Regions from separate parts of the Anas platyrhynchos genome. Here region 2 is linked to region 1. Evidence: chromatin contacts called from public Hi-C data. All regions are on one chromosome and are shown on one strand. Each heading gives the region's core, a stretch centred on a gene start, on an enhancer-like site or on the middle of the called end of the contact. The rest is flanking DNA. Distances are from core to core; before and after follow the strand shown. Region 1 has its middle 24 kb from the start of SLC4A1AP. Region 2 has its middle 11 kb from the start of PLB1.

What was found. Hi-C and Micro-C count contacts between places; a contact is called where the count stands out from the background.
Region 2: a Hi-C map of liver shows a contact between it and region 1, with 2.9 times the contacts expected there. The contact joins two enhancer-like sites. A contact is called at or near these places in 3 of 8 Hi-C or Micro-C datasets (liver, skeletal muscle and subcutaneous adipose tissue).

What each region holds. Positions count from the first base shown.
Region 1 is chr3:38,121,557-38,124,710 of IASCAAS_PekinDuck_T2T, forward strand. No RefSeq gene overlaps it. Among named protein-coding and RNA genes, the nearest start is that of SLC4A1AP, 24 kb to the left of the region's middle. Within about 2 kb of position 1,740, at least 3 of the 8 cell types and tissues checked have an H3K27ac peak or open chromatin away from gene starts, as enhancers often do.
Region 2 is chr3:38,520,297-38,523,548 of IASCAAS_PekinDuck_T2T, forward strand. No RefSeq gene overlaps it. Among named protein-coding and RNA genes, the nearest start is that of PLB1, 11 kb to the right of the region's middle. Within about 2 kb of position 1,460, at least 5 of the 8 cell types and tissues checked have an H3K27ac peak or open chromatin away from gene starts, as enhancers often do.

The DNA.
Region 1 (3,154 bases), core at 490-2,989:
GTAGATAAGTATTAAAAGGTTTAGGCTCAGGCCCAGGCAGAATCAACTCCTGGCTTATTAGCAGCATCTGACTTTCCTACAGCATCTTCTTCTCTTTGCCTAATTTGCCCAGCAGTAAAATGTGGTCAGCTTCACAGAAATGCAGATGCACCCAGAGAGTGAAACCTTGGTCTTTCTGAGGGATGCTGGCATGGGGTCTAGGCCTTTGCCACATTTGTGAAGAGCTTTGTTGGCCTGGATTGAAAGGTGCCATCAAGCATCTTATCCCCCTGAAGATGTGGGTAGTGTTCGGGGCAGGAGGCAGAGTCGAAAGGATGACTGGATCTCTTCTGCAGGAAAAGGCAGAATACAAACTACGCTTGAAATGACTATGGAAAAACTTCTGTGGTGGCTATGGAGAGAGAGAGAGATGCAGGTATCTATAGCCAATATCGTTATCTTGTCTAAAAACAATACAACATTTACAGCAAATCAGATTTCCTTGCTCTGTCTCCCTCCCCTCTATCTGTGTCCTGCTGAAATCTGTAATGGCTGTAGGGTTAGCCCAAACCCGTTAAACTCCATAAGAGCAATTTGTCTCCATACCATGTGCAGAGACTTGTTTAATGTTGCTGTGTTTTTTAGCAAGTATCCAGCATCAATAAGACCTGACCAGCAGGTTTTTTTTTTTCATGTTTAAGGAGGAAAGAAAAGTCATGTCCCAAGCCATGAGGGAGGCACGTGTCTAAATAATACAAAGGAATTGAAGCTGTGCAAAAGCCGGGGGAGGAGGAGGAAAATGACAGACTTTCCGCAGCTGCTTGGAGCTTACTAGGAAGAGGAATAGCTGCACTGGGCCAGACCAAGGCTTTGCTTAGCTTGCTGTCTGTTGGATGCATAGAAGAAGAAGGAGCATAAGAAATCATACCTGTGTGCATGTGTATATGCATGTATCTATATGTGCTAGGAGAAGAGGCAGCAGTCACAACTGCAGGAAGGGAAATTCCTGTTAGATATTAAGAAAAAGTCTTCCCCATGAGGGTGAGCAGGTGCCCAGAGGGGTGTAGGGTCTCCACACCTGGAGGGGCTCAACACTTGGCTGGACAAGGGCCTGAGCAATGCCACCTAACTTGGCTTGGTTTTCTGGGTGCTAAACTAGATCACCCCCGGAGGGCTTTTTCAGCTTCAATTATTCAAACACATACATGTATATGTGCATATAAGTATACATGTGCATATAAATATACATATTTCAAAATAATTATGTATATAGTACCTCCTCTCTTCAAACTCATGTTCTTTGAGACTTAACCTGTTGCGCTATTTGCTTGTCTTTTCAATGAAAAGAGAAAAGTCCTTTTACCACGATCCTCCAGACGTATTCGTTCAGCGGTGCTGCTTGTGCAAAGTTCAATGAAGAGGTGGTTCCTCCGGCACTCGGTAGGGTTCTTGGCATGCCCAAAGCTCATGGAAGTGTTCCCAATATCTGATTTAGAACTATAATTTGAAGTCAAACACAAAAAAAAAAAAAAAAAAAAAAAAAAAAAGCACGCTACAAAACAGATTTCCAGGACCAAACCTCTGTATCTTTCGCATGTAAGTCCAAGTAAGTGTCTGGCCAGTGGGTGAGGATGGTTGTTGTGGAAGTGGATGCTCAACTATTGAGGAGAGTTATGACCTTTATTCTGTAAGGAGCGATAGTGTGGAATGAGGGCTGCGTGTGAGGGAGTGAACGGGCTGTTGTCAGTTGAGCTCTGTTTTTAGTTCTTGCTTTGGATCCTATTACCTTTTGCACAGAAACTGAGTTTATTTCTACATTCCCTCCAGCCTAAAGCAATTTATAGCTCTTGTTCTTCCCCTGGTGAGTGGGTGGGAAGCTCTTATTTCAGAGTCCTTTAAATAACCAGACTCAATTTCACCCTCATAAATTTGATCTCCAACACACATCCCCTTACTAAATAAGCAAATATTTTTCCTAAAACCAGTTTGACTTATTCCTAGGTTGACCTTTTGTCAACAAAACATGAAGATATTATCGTGATTGGAAACACTTCTCTCAGGCCCATAAACCAGGCAAACAAAAAGGGGAGCGCAGAGGGGAGAAAGGCTGGGGCTTAAAAACTTCATTTTGGAAATGTCAACTGGACAACCAAACAGCATGAATCACAAAAAAAATAGTGAAAGAGGCAGGGAAACAATGTGTGAACAATTACTGCACTGAAAGAGCTGGTAATTCATTGTATACATAACAAATCTGTCTGCTAAGCTGGGAATGATATTTCACTTAATCCTGTGGCACGGCCGGCGTTTTTCCATGCAGGGGCTGGGTTCAGGTGGCATCAGAGGATGGTTCGGGTGGGCTCATGCCCTTGGACAAGCCAGGGCAAAGGGAAACCTTGCAGAGGTCCACAGCTCGTGTATTGCGATGAATAGCTCAGGCTGGCTTTGCCAGGAGGGACACCAGAGGCACGCAGGATCCCTCCCTCCTCCATGCTGCAGTTGCCAGCCTGCCAGGCAGATTTTGCGTGTTGTGGGTGAGGAAGCGGCTTCTGAAAGGCACACAGTGAAACTGAAGGTGAGGGGTGTTTGCCCTCCGTCCCCCCCACAGGAATTAGTCCAGGCAGGAACACCAGTTGTGCTGCCTCCTCCAGAGGGCCTCCAGCTCCTCCTGCCTCTGCCGGGCCCCAGCACACGCAGGTTTGAGCCGTGCTGTGGCAAAATGCCCCAAAGAGGCCAAGGGTGGTTGGCGGGCACAGGCTGCTCTCACTGCTTCCTCTCCCAGCCCAAGCCCAGGCAGGTGTCAAGTGAGGCGAGTGATTTTAGCACAGCCTGTTCAAACTGGCAGCATCGTAAAACTCAGATCGTTCTAGAAGCTGAGAAATGCCATTCCTGTGACATTCGTGGTTTTTCAGTGGCATTGTGAGGAAAGGCCTGGGGTAAGCGTAGGAGAAATGGGTCAGTGAGCTCAAGAGTGGTGTAATTCCTGCCAGGAGACGGCTTGCAGGTCTTCAGTGGCACTGGTGCAGGGGGATCTGTCCCAGTGACCTTTCCTGGACGTGCCCTCCTGCAGGTGATTCCAGCCCCTCATCACAGCAGCTCTCACCTGCTTCAGACGAGTTACATCCTGAGCTAGCCCCTGCACATCGCCTGTGCTGTCATCAGCCCTGGCGTGATG
Region 2 (3,252 bases), core at 210-2,709, 400 kb after region 1:
TGGTTGTTATCACGGGGAGAGTGTTTGCTCCCCAGCGGAGTCGTGCTGGAGGGGAGGTTGCCTGTTCCTTTTGCAAGGAAAGGATGCAAAAGCCATCTGTGCCTACAGCTGGGTTGTGATCAGTTGGCGACCGGATGGCATTTTTACTGAGTACATGGATTAAGAGAGGCTCCCTGTTCTCTTTTACCTGTCCATTCCCTGTCATGCTAGACTCATCCCTGATTTTTCCTCATGGTCACATTTCTTAGTGAAGTTCCAAGAAGCGGTTCATCTCCCTGGGCAGCATGTGAGGTCTTCTTGCACATTCAGAAGTTTCTTTCCACAGCTCTAGCATAACCTTGTGTTTTCTGCTGCTCTCTGATGGAGGGGAGACCCTACCTGGGTTAGGTCTTTTGTGGCAAAAACAATCCCAGAAGAGTGACCTGAATGTATTACACCAGAGGCAGCAAGGTGTCACAGGAAGGTTTTTTGGTGGTGGTTTTATTTATTTTTTTTTCCATCCTCTTACTTAATTTGGTCTAGAATCTGCATGAGCAGCTACAGGAACACTGCAGAAATTCTGCAGCCAATGGAAAGAATAAGTCTGTGCTAAACTTTAAGAAAGCTTAATGGCAAGTGGAGCTGGAGTGGGAGTGTGGGGGAAAGGAGAACATCCAGAATGCTGGTTTGAAGTGATGTTTCCACTGTCATGTGGGAAGGATGTGACAGAGGAAAACTGTGACATGGTTATTGCATCAGATACATTGAAGTGGAACAAATGATACTTCTTTTTTTTAAAAGAAAAGAAAAAGGAAAAAAATACCTTATGGTCCTACTCCTACTTATGACCATGACCTGATCCTCCTGAAGTTTCATTTCGTCATAACAAGTTCTCAAGTTCCATTGCAACAGTGCAGTGTTTTCTGCCCTGCCTCGCGTGGCACGAGAGGCCCCCATCCAGCTGTGTTTGGCCACTGTTAGCATCAGGAGATAGATTATCAATCTGTGTGGAAGCTGCTGGCACGCTCTCATAAGGCTGAGGTTTAAAAGAAGGTTTTTAATGTGTGTTCCGGTGCAGTGAGATCTAAGACACCTCAGGAAGACTTTCCTCGAAGAAGAAAGGACGAGGCTCCCAGGGAGGTCATGGAGTCTCCCTCCTCAGAGATACTCAAAACGTAGGTGGACGTTGCTCTGAGCAACCTGCTGTAGGTGGTCCTGCATGAGCAGAGGGCTGGACTAGACAATCTCCAGAGGTGCCCACCATCCTCAAGCAATCTGCATTTCTGCTTTTGACTCCATGTAGCTAGAAGTTCTGTATTGCAAGCATATTTCTTTTCCCTTCTGCAGCGTTATCGCATTTGAACTACAGAATTCCTCTGTACTAAATATCAGCTTTCCTGATACTGGTTATGTGAGGTCAAACAGATAAGAACTAGGCTGGGAGGAGGATATCATGGCAGACAAGAATGTAAACTGTTCAGCATGCCACAGTGTGAGTCTCAGATTTCTCTTTTTATTTTGCATGCTCTGTTCCACAGACTAGTGTGGGGGAAGAGAGGGAGACAGGCCTTACATGGCTGTAATCTACAGCCTGCATCCCACAAATGACTGTACAACTCTGCAAGCTCATAGGCAGTGCCAGTACCCATTGCCTATTTGCCTTTTGTGGGCTCTCATACTTTTTTTTTCCTCTCTCAGGAATAAGTTTTTCAAGTTTCCAGGAAAGGTAAACTTGGATCTACAACCGGTGAGCTTAGGTGGGTGCGTGGGTCAGGCAGGCTCCATCAGCTGAGTGTGCACGCTCCCTCTGGTCTCCTTGCCCCCTTTCTGTAACCCTAACTGGGCTCCCAGGCTCAGCAGCATTCATCAGCGTCTCCCAGAGATGACACACACTGCTGCTGGGGGTTATTGATGTGAGCATCCACGGCAGGACACAATGTTTGTTTTGGGCAGAAGGAAGAAATAAGTCAGGGTTTTTCCTTTGAGGAGCTCCGGTTATTCAAGTGCTGGATGCTCTAACATGGGCAGAAAGGTACATTTTACCAAATTCATAAAGCACAGCCCTGCTCTGACCTCTCAAAGCCAGGGCTTAGTGCACCAGTCATAGGCAATGCCTCTCGCAGCAGGAGCCAGCCTCCGTAGCCTTCGTCCTGGGCTGATGAGAACTGAGCTGCAATCCTCTGCTCCTCCCTGCCTGCTACGGGTCATGGGGGTGATGGGAGATGTTAGCTGCCTTTTCTAGCCTCCAATTCAGTGTTGTGTTTATGAGCCACGAGGACTGTGATTAAATCTCTACTCTGAGCAATGTTCTGAGGCCATACTGGTATCTAATTACCTTCTGCACTTCTGGCAGCTGAGGAAATGAAGATCTGTCTGTGACACTGTCTGTGGTGAAAGGGAAGGAATAGGAAAGGAGAGTGACGCCTTCAAAACATCGGCTTCAGGTGCTTCCCCTGGCTCTGCGCGTGTTCTTCAGCTGGCACCTGCAGCTGGGATGAGTGCTCACCCTGCAGCAGTGCTCTTCCTCCTCCCTGCTCCTGTCACCCTGATGCAAAAGCCATCACCCCTGTCCAAGCCTTTCCCCGGTTGCTGCAGGGGTCGAGGTTGTGCAGTGGGGGCATGGAGCAGAAGTAGCTGTGCAGTAAGGGTTTTGGCAGCCCACAGACCCCAAGACACAGCATGACTGTAGGAGGTCTGTGGCAGCATGGACCCTCCCAGAACATGGCTTTTGAGAGTATGGTTGGCTGCTGTGGCTGGGTAGGTCTGTCCTCTACCTGCGGTGGCTGTCCCTGTTTGTTGTTTTTTTTTTTTTCACTAGACACCAACTCTTAATTTCCCAGTGCCGCTTCTACCGTTGCTCCATGGACGTGTTCCTGGTGGTGGTGAAGGAGAACCATTTCCACCACAGGGCCGTATGAGGGGCCAAATCCTGTGACCTGTTGCCACTGGGGAAATCCCTCCTGTGTAATCCCTCCCGTGCAGCGGATCCGCCTGCCCAGCAGGATCAATGGCGCCATCTCGGCCCCATTATGTTGACTCCGAATCAGTGAGGAGCGCCAAGGAGCTGGGAGGAGAGGGCTCCTCCCTGTGTGGGGCAGCGCTGCTGGCCCAGGACAGGCAGGTCTTCCTTTCCTCCCCCCAGTTTTGGAAGAGGTGGTGAAGCATTTGGCTGCTCTTGGGCTAGCCCCGACCCTCCAGGGGGATGGGTTGAGCCCCTGTTAGGGCACGTGCCAGGCTCCCCAGCCCCAGAAGCGTACATGGGTGCCTTCCTGC